Regions from separate parts of the Gossypium hirsutum genome. Here region 2 is linked to region 1. The links are chromatin contacts, called in public Hi-C maps. All regions are on one chromosome and are shown on one strand. Each heading gives the region's core, a stretch centred on a gene start, on an enhancer-like site or on the middle of the called end of the contact. The rest is flanking DNA. Distances are from core to core; before and after follow the strand shown.

What was found. Hi-C and Micro-C count contacts between places; a contact is called where the count stands out from the background.
Region 2: a Hi-C map of leaf shows a contact between it and region 1, with 2.5 times the contacts expected there. The contact joins the promoter of LOC107895143 here to the promoter of LOC107895146 in region 1. A contact is called at or near these places in 4 of 34 Hi-C or Micro-C datasets (leaf and petal).

What each region holds. Positions count from the first base shown.
Region 1 is chrA13:90,046,106-90,050,409 of Gossypium_hirsutum_v2.1, reverse strand. It overlaps LOC107895146, which reads left to right and starts at 2,118. Exons shown (of 13, transcript XM_016820390.2): 1 at 2,118-2,294; 2 at 3,611-3,794; 3 at 4,125-4,175. The coding sequence starts at 3,621. LOC107895148 (a long non-coding RNA gene) reads right to left here. Exons shown (of 3, transcript XR_001683428.2): 2 at 3,558-3,687; 3 at 2,951-3,447.
Region 2 is chrA13:90,191,023-90,195,326 of Gossypium_hirsutum_v2.1, reverse strand. It overlaps LOC107895143 (40S ribosomal protein S19-3), which reads right to left and starts at 2,000. Exons shown (of 4, transcript XM_016820382.2): 1 at 1,798-2,000; 2 at 1,595-1,685; 3 at 1,325-1,508; 4 at 422-614. The coding sequence starts at 1,881. The coding sequence ends at 542.

The sequences.
Region 1 (4,304 bases), core at 869-3,368:
AGTCTTGGTTATCGGAGCAACTGACTCCACAGGTAAAGACATAGATGTACTTATTAAAAGAATGATACACTGGACTGGATCCAAGTTGAATTAATTCTAAATCCATTTGTGAATTAAGTCATTTGTGACGTTCATGGTGTGACTTACCTAAATCCTAAGTTAGCTATTGACCATGCGTATGTAACTCATGTGCTTTGATATAAATGGAGGCTTATGCTCTAAAGATGATCGAGTTGATAGCCGATATGTTAGGTACATGACTTGGGTATTGAATGGCTTTACTAGCAACAATGGAATTTATAGTTCAATTAAAGAGTTAACAATATCCTTTTAATTGACTTTTTGTGGATTGAGAAATATGAAACGTGGCCACAGGTTGCTTATTCTCGAACAAGCAATTTATCATAGTCATTAGTTGACAATGATCATACTAATTATTAAGAAGATACAATGATGATAATGAGATAAAATAGGATTGTATTAAGTGAATGAATTTAACTCAAAAGAATCAAGGATATCATATGAGGGTAACACACACATGACGAGGTCATTAGGCAAAACAGTTGAATGAATTGCTTTTGTAAAGAGTACACAATAAGGAGTTTTCAATCATAGTACTTCTTGTGGACTAACTCTATAATTAAGTAAATTGTGAATTATCAGAATGATACTTCTAGGCATAATTGCAATTACTCGAGCCTAATTGTATTTGTTCAATTGGTCCCTCCACTAGCTCAACAAAAGCTCGATCAGACTTGCATTTGAATTAGAAGAAAATTATACGACTTTGGAAATACTTCAGTTGAGTTGATTTATTCGATGTGAAATTAAATTAGGTGATTGTGTGAATCAATTAGAGAATTTGATTAAAGAATTTTCTTGAAAAATTAATTTGAAAAGTCTCAATGATTTTTGGGATAATTAATTTTGATCAAGTAAAATTAACTTAATTAAAATAAATATGATTTTTTGAAAATTAATTCTCAAGTCAGACATTTGGCCTAATGGATAATTGATCATGAAAATTGGACCGGAGATGAAAAATTGAACCTAAGAACCAAAACTCGAGACTAAAATCCAAAAATTGGTGAACCATGCCCTATGTATGAAATTGGACCAACAGTCCAACCGGTGGCTGAACAGGACCAGTCATGCCATCACTAGCCCGGAATGAATCGATTAGGCCTATTCGGGCCAAACAGTGATGGTTCGAGGTGCTAAGGAGAAGTGGCGCTGACAATGGCATTGCCGGGCATGGCAACTAAGACAGCGGTGATCCAATGGCTGATAGATGGTCATCAGTGATGGTTTTTTTACAGTAGAGTAATAAAAAAATTATACTCCTAGTGCGGCTCTACCAGATAACTTAATTTCAAATTAACTTTTCCAAAAATAATATTTTTTAATATTTAATTTAATTTAAAATTTATCTAGATATTAAATTAAATTTAATATTTATTTGATAATATTTTATTAATTTAATATTAATATGATTAATTCTAATTCTAGTTAAATTCTCTCTAAATTCTTCTTATATAAAGAGAGCATGGATCATCATTCTCATACACTTTCAAGAAAAGTTGAAAAGAGAAAATTCTCTAAAGAAATTATTTCAAAAAATTTCTAAAGATATTCTTATTATTTACAACTTGACTCAAGAGTTTAGATAAATTAAGAACTTACTACTCTGGTAATTTTTGTGAATTTTTTTATTTGAAGCAAGCCCACACTCAGGAAATGTGAACTTGAGGATTGTAAAAAAGACTACTTGGTTGAAACGTTCATCCTAGACAAATCATAAATGTACGATTCTGATTAAATGTTTATTACTTTAGATAACACAGCCAAAGCTTTTATTTTTTGAAAAAAAATTAAAACTTTGTTTTTCCCTTACATCTATTTTTCGATGCATTTTTCGAACCTAATTTTCCAACAAACATTTATAAGAGGTGTTGTCAGCCATTTCCTAATATTACACGTGTCTTTTGGTTAATGGTTTTGTATTATCTAGGTTTAGGTGACCTAATGCTTTTCCTCTCCCTTAAGTGTAGGCTGCCCTTTAGCATAATAAGTAAGCATACAGCAAAAATGTTAAACAGTCCCCTTTGTTAAGAGTGTGGTCTCTCGACATGTGCTCACCTTATTGTGGGCTGGCAAAGTAGGAGTTCCAAGGTCTTGGTCGATAGGATCTAGTCTTTGCTGTTGGTCTTCGCTCGAATGGGGTTTGGTGAGGTCCGGTGAGGCCGTAGGGTCGAGAGGTGAGCTTGTTGGATTACCGTTGGTGGGCTTAAAAGGTATAGATATAACAATATTAACAATATAGATCTATCAAGGTTGAGGCTCTGATTATCTTTGACCAAAAATTACTTCTTAAAAATTATAAAAGTTTATTTTTATTAATATTTATATATCTTTATTATTTTTAAAAAAAATATTTTTTAGATTAATAAACCAGTTAATAATTAATAAATAACAGGGAATATGCTTTTTTCTCTCTTTTTTTTTTTGTGATAGAATATGCTTTTTCAAATACATGCCAATACCAACAGAAGGTAACGAAATAAAGGGATAACTTGACGCCCGAACAGTTGTATCTATTAACGACAAGGAGACTAATTGAAGAAAAGAGGCGGGTATTCATTCATTCGTATTGGTAGGCAGAAGAGAGAGACACAGAGCGTTCCAATTTGCAAATGCCAAGTGTCGTGCTTTGCTAATGAATCCACTTGGCCAATATATATATTTTTTTGAAAATTACAGAAGCCAATGCCGGTATCAATGGCATTTCACTCATCTTTCCTTCTTTTCTAAAATCTCTAGTTACCCATTTCTCCATTATATTCCTTTCTTCCTTCTCATTTTCTTCTCTTCTGTTTATGGTATTATTACTATTTCATATTTCCTTGTGTTAAGCTGGTATTTCTTTTCTCTTCGCGCTCTTTCTTATTTTTCCTTGCATGTATGTCTATATATATATGTATCTGATTTATGGGGTTTTTTTTTCATCTTTTTGTGTTTCGGCATTTTAACGTCAATATTTGAATTGACCATGTATGGTGTATTTCCCATATTATTTGTTTCATTGGAATTTGTTGATACCAATAAATCTTTAGATTTTTTTTGTTTAGAATCTTGGGAATCTTCATTTTTGGGGGTGAGCGTCTATGGTTCTGAGTATAGGTTAAAATTCCATCCATTTGTTTTAGGGAAGAAGGGAAGTGGAAAGAGAACAATGATTTCTCCTGGTTTTGTCTGGATAAAGAATATTTCATTGAGTGTTTCTTTGATCCTTTGTCTTGTTCAAAATTCATACAAAATGTTCTTTTTTCAGCGCTTAGGTAATTCCAATCGCTAATTGCCTCGTACACTTTGCTTTTGCTTTCGTTTCTCCTAATGGTAGACTGCTCCTTAGTGTTTTTACTTTGATGCATCCATCTTTGTGTTCTCCTGTGTTAGGAATACAATTTACATATGGATCATTAGCTATAAATGTATGAAACAGTTATCGATTATTGCCCCTTGAACGGCAAATTTCATAGTTCCATTTCTTTGCATACCGTGTGATGTTTCTATCAATATTGGAGTAATCGAATCCAATGCTGTTGAGCAGTCCTGCCACGATGGTCGGCTTCAAATATTGGGATGACTGTGTTGATCCTGAGGATTTGGAAGCAATGTGGCAACAACCTGCAGTGAGAAAAGAGTGGATTGATGTTGGGGAGACTCAAGGACAAAGGGTTCACCTATCAAGGGATCCTGAAGGACAGCCTTATTTGACACAAACAGAGATGCGGGTACGCAACTTGAATACCATATTATCAATACTTCACTGCTATTAAAAATTTGGGAATATTAATCTCAATAAGTAGTCTTCCATAAAGTTCGAATGGCTAAGAAGTTAAAATTTATTTTATAACATTTAATCTTCCTTAAGTACTTTTATTTTGGTTATTTTTAGATATTAGTCTGATTTTGTCTTATTCGTTTTTCCAACACATTAGGATGATACAGTAGTATACTTTGCTTACTCCTGTACTACAATAATAATAATAATAATAAATTCAAGACCGTTAGATTTTGCCACAAGGTTTTTACTTCTAATTTATCTTATGGTGCTGTTTCAGGCTGTTGCTGAAATTGTTACTAGCAGACATTTTGATACACATATAGATCCGGTATGTCACCTATCACCTGGATTTGTCTCCTGTACCACTGATTTCCAGTCTTGATCATACAGAAATTTATTATATGATTTTATCTTACATTAGTGTAAAATTACTCTGGTCAGGCAGTATAATTCCTGA
Region 2 (4,304 bases), core at 751-3,250, 150 kb before region 1:
ACTTTTTTGTCGATCAATATCGAATCCAATCCAAGCTTAAATATATCACGTTAGTTTGCAGAAGTAAAAAAATGGGTGATTTTCTTCCATCGAGCACTTGCTACATACATATTAAGAGGATGTAGTAAACCAATATTTTCCAAAACAAAAGAACAATGTTTTCAGATCTAAATATGAAAACTCCATTAATTCAAAATATCCTCAATTTGAGTAATACAAAGAATCTGGAAATCCAAATCTAAATTTAAAATCCCAAACCCTACATCTTAAAAACATTTTCCTGGAACCCTCCAGATCCATTTATGCAAAAACTTGATTCTCCATATGTAAAACACCCAACTCATAGGAATCACGATGATCAAGACCAAACATGCGGCAGAAAGAAAATATAGCATACATCAGTTTTCAATAAAAATCAAAATCAAAATAAATTCAGAACTTAATATACCAAAACGGAAAATGTTTAAAACAGCTTCCTATGAAAACCCAATTTTCAAACGACTAAATCTCAGGAACATGAAAAACATAAAGTTAAAATTTCTTAGATAGCAACCGCAATCCTTCCAGCTACTTGGTCCAGATCCCGTTGGCCGTTTGATGTGATTCTCCTACCACTGTTACACACATGATATATATTTTAGTTTATATAAATAACAGATGCTAATCATATGCTATTCTACTCATATACTTCTTATTTAATCTATTACTCAAAACTTCCAAGGTACTGGATACAAGCATATATATATGTTACATGTATATGCTTGATTTTTAATATGGTCATATATTTAGAAAATCATAGCTCATATTCATGTATAAATATATGTTGGTAGTTCATGGTTTAGGTAATCCATCTCACATTGTCTAGAAGATCAAGCTCAAAATGTGCACAAAACAATTGAGTTGTAAAGACACATAATGTCTTGCAAAAGTCGTCTACAGTATGAAATAATATGTTGGAGGCATATTAAGACCTTAATGAAAGTATTATACAAGTCTCAAAATCCTCTTACTTCCTTGATTATTTCTTCTCGTTTTCATTCTCTAATTTTCTTAATACATGATATATAATACCTGAAATCCAACATTTGAATCATATCCTAACACATTGCTATGATCTTAAAACTTAAGAGAGATTAAGGTGTTTAGGATACGATTTAAAAGTTATTTCTCCTCCCAATTGAAGATATGTTAATTTGCATAGCTATCAATATGTTGTCACTTCCATTGACCGCGGAACCAACTATCTCTCAACAATACCAAATAACTAATGCCATGACAACCCGAAAATATAAATGAAAAACAATTATAGAACATAAAAACTCACCCTTTAGGATCAATATCAATGATGTTGACATCCTGCAATTGCTGAAGTATGTGACGAGCAACAGATCCACTGCTCTTGCAGAAATGGCGTGGGCGACTTCCATTTCTCTTAGCTCCTCCGTAGATCCTCCTAAAGGCACCAACACCAAGAACTCCCCTCAAGTATATTTTCCTAGCCATGGAAGCTACAAAGGGACACAATTTATCGCTCATGAAAAATTTACATAATGGTTAATTAGTGTTAATTGGTAAGGGTGACGAATGTAAATACCAGCTCTGACATAGTACCAATCAGGGTCATAGGGTGGAAGCTCCTTCAGTTTACCGGTCTTGACAATATCAGTCCATGGAGGAAGCTCAATCTGTGTTTTTATTGTGAAGGAAAAAAAATCACATTAAGATACTAAGAAAACGTTCTAATTTGCATCTCTAACAAATCAAATTTTGTGAAGACTTGAGAAAAAAGAAGAATACCTTGCCGGAGCGCTTGAGATGGGCGGCATAAGCCTTGACGAACTCGTGTGGGGAAACGTCTTTAACGGTTCTGGCTGCCTCCATTTTTATCGCGTGCTGCGACTATCACTCCGTGTGCGGCTTGCGAGATGTATTTTCATCAGACTTCTAGGAGTGAAAGAAAACACTATATATACCACGAATTAGGGTTTAAAGTTTGGGCAAGTTCTGGCTGTGTTCGCCAAATTACCTATATAACCTTTTGCAAAGTTTCTTTTTTCATTTTTCCCAACCCCAGGCCCTTAATATTGTAGAAATAAATAATTATAAAAAGAAACTAATACCAACCCTAGATTCATATTAGTACTTATTTAATAGGAATAATATTTGATGCACTATTGTTGGTGCATAAATTTCATGTATTATCGATAAATAATAGTATGACACATCATCATTAAATAAAATAAAAAAATAGTTGAGTACTTATAAATAAATACTAATAAATTTATTTAAACATAATTAAATAATAATTAATTATAAATAAATATTAATATATTTTGAATTTAAGATCTTGGGTTTAAAGGTTTAGGATATAAGATTTTGAGTTTAGAGTCCTGGATTTAGGGTTAGGATTATAGCATTTATTTATAATTAATAATTATTTAATTATGTTCAAATAAAGTTATTAGTATTTATTTAAAAGTCCTTCACTATTTTTTATTTTATTTAATGATGAGGTGTCATGTTATTATTCGTTGCTTTATTTAATATACTAACTAATTTATAAAGTATAATTACTCGGCTTCCAATGGTGTTGGAAAATGCGATTTTGAAACTCGTTTCCGTAAATTGAGTCCATAAATGAACTAAATTGTAAAATTTCAATCGCTATAAAGTTTTAATTAGGAGAAGGCTTGGGGACTTAGATAGCAATTATCCTGGGGACTAAAATGGTTAATAAACTAATTTTAATTAAATATTAGTGGATGATGAGGGTGGATGTCATTAGAATTAACTACTTGAAGATTAATGTATAATTAATTAAGATTAAGTTAATTAATTAATTTTAAGTGTAAACTAAATCTAGTATATAAACTAAAAGTTAGTGGAGAAATGTTATCATCTTCTCCATTTCTACCGTCCACCATTAAAGAACACGAGAGAAAAGCCTTAAGCATTTGGCCAATTCTGGCAAGTAAGTCCTTAAGCCATTTTCTTTTACTTTTATATATTTATAATCATGGGAGCTTGATTTAGCAAACCCATGTATCAATTTGTTCAATTTTTGAAATTTTGATAAGTTTCCATTGTTAAGAAATTGAGGAATTAGATTTCAAATTGATAGAAATTAAGTTTACATTATGAAAAGGACTAAATTATAAAGCTTAACAAGCTTGATTGTTAACTTTATTGAATAAAATGAAAATATGTTATGAAATTATGTTAGGAATAGAAAGTATAGGGTCCCTGATGAGTAAATGTGAAATCGAATTTTAACCCAAAGCTTTATATCGAAAGTTATACTTGTCTTAAGTTTAGGGACTAAATTGAATAAAATGTAAATTATGCTTGAATTTGTATTCAATTGTGAATTGGGTGGAAATTTATATTTTTTATATGCTATATGATTGTACGTATCTAAAGACGGCACCAAGCCGTCGAGAGGGAAAGGATCAGAGAGAGTTGAAGCCGAGTGACACGAAATCTCGATTTATACTTTTATAATTCAAGATCGATTTATTGTTTGCATAAACATGTTAATTGCATGATTGAATATCAAGGTGAGTATATAATGATTGTATGAATCAATTTGTTAAGATTGATATTAAATATCGAGATAGTAGACTAAATTGAATAAAATAAAAAAAATAACATGAATTAGTTGGAATATGATATGAGATATGCAAAGTGGATAGAAATATGTTACATGATGCAAGATACATGTGTATTGAGGTTGAATTGAATTGAATTGAAATTGTGAAAATAGAATGTGAAATTATATATCAAACGGATAATGTAATTGTGAATGGAACATTAATACCCTATTAGTTGTTCAAGTTGAGTCGGATATAGTTGGCATGCCATAGGATTGAATTGTGTACAGGTTTATGTGCTTTTTGTGCCAGAATGTGATTCGTATGCTAAGATGCACTTTCTGTGCTAGGATGTGCTTCGTGCGCCAACATGCACTATATGTGCCAGTTTCCCTTACTTTGGTTTATCTTGTGATACACTTCAGTGCCAGTTTAATGTGTTGGTTGGACGATCCGTGTATCCGTCTGAATCTGGTCAGGTTAATAGGGGTTATAAATTGTAAACTTGATAAATGATATCGAAATGAAATGAAATGGTATAATGCTATGTAATCACTTGTGTGTATAAGTGTATCATAATAAAGAAAGTATATAATTGGCTATGAGAATTACTTGAAAATGAGCCCTAAGGCTGAAACGAATATGAATGAGTCGATAGACTCTAGAAAGAGATTAAAATGATATATTAGATAGTTTATTAGTGTTGAATGATCA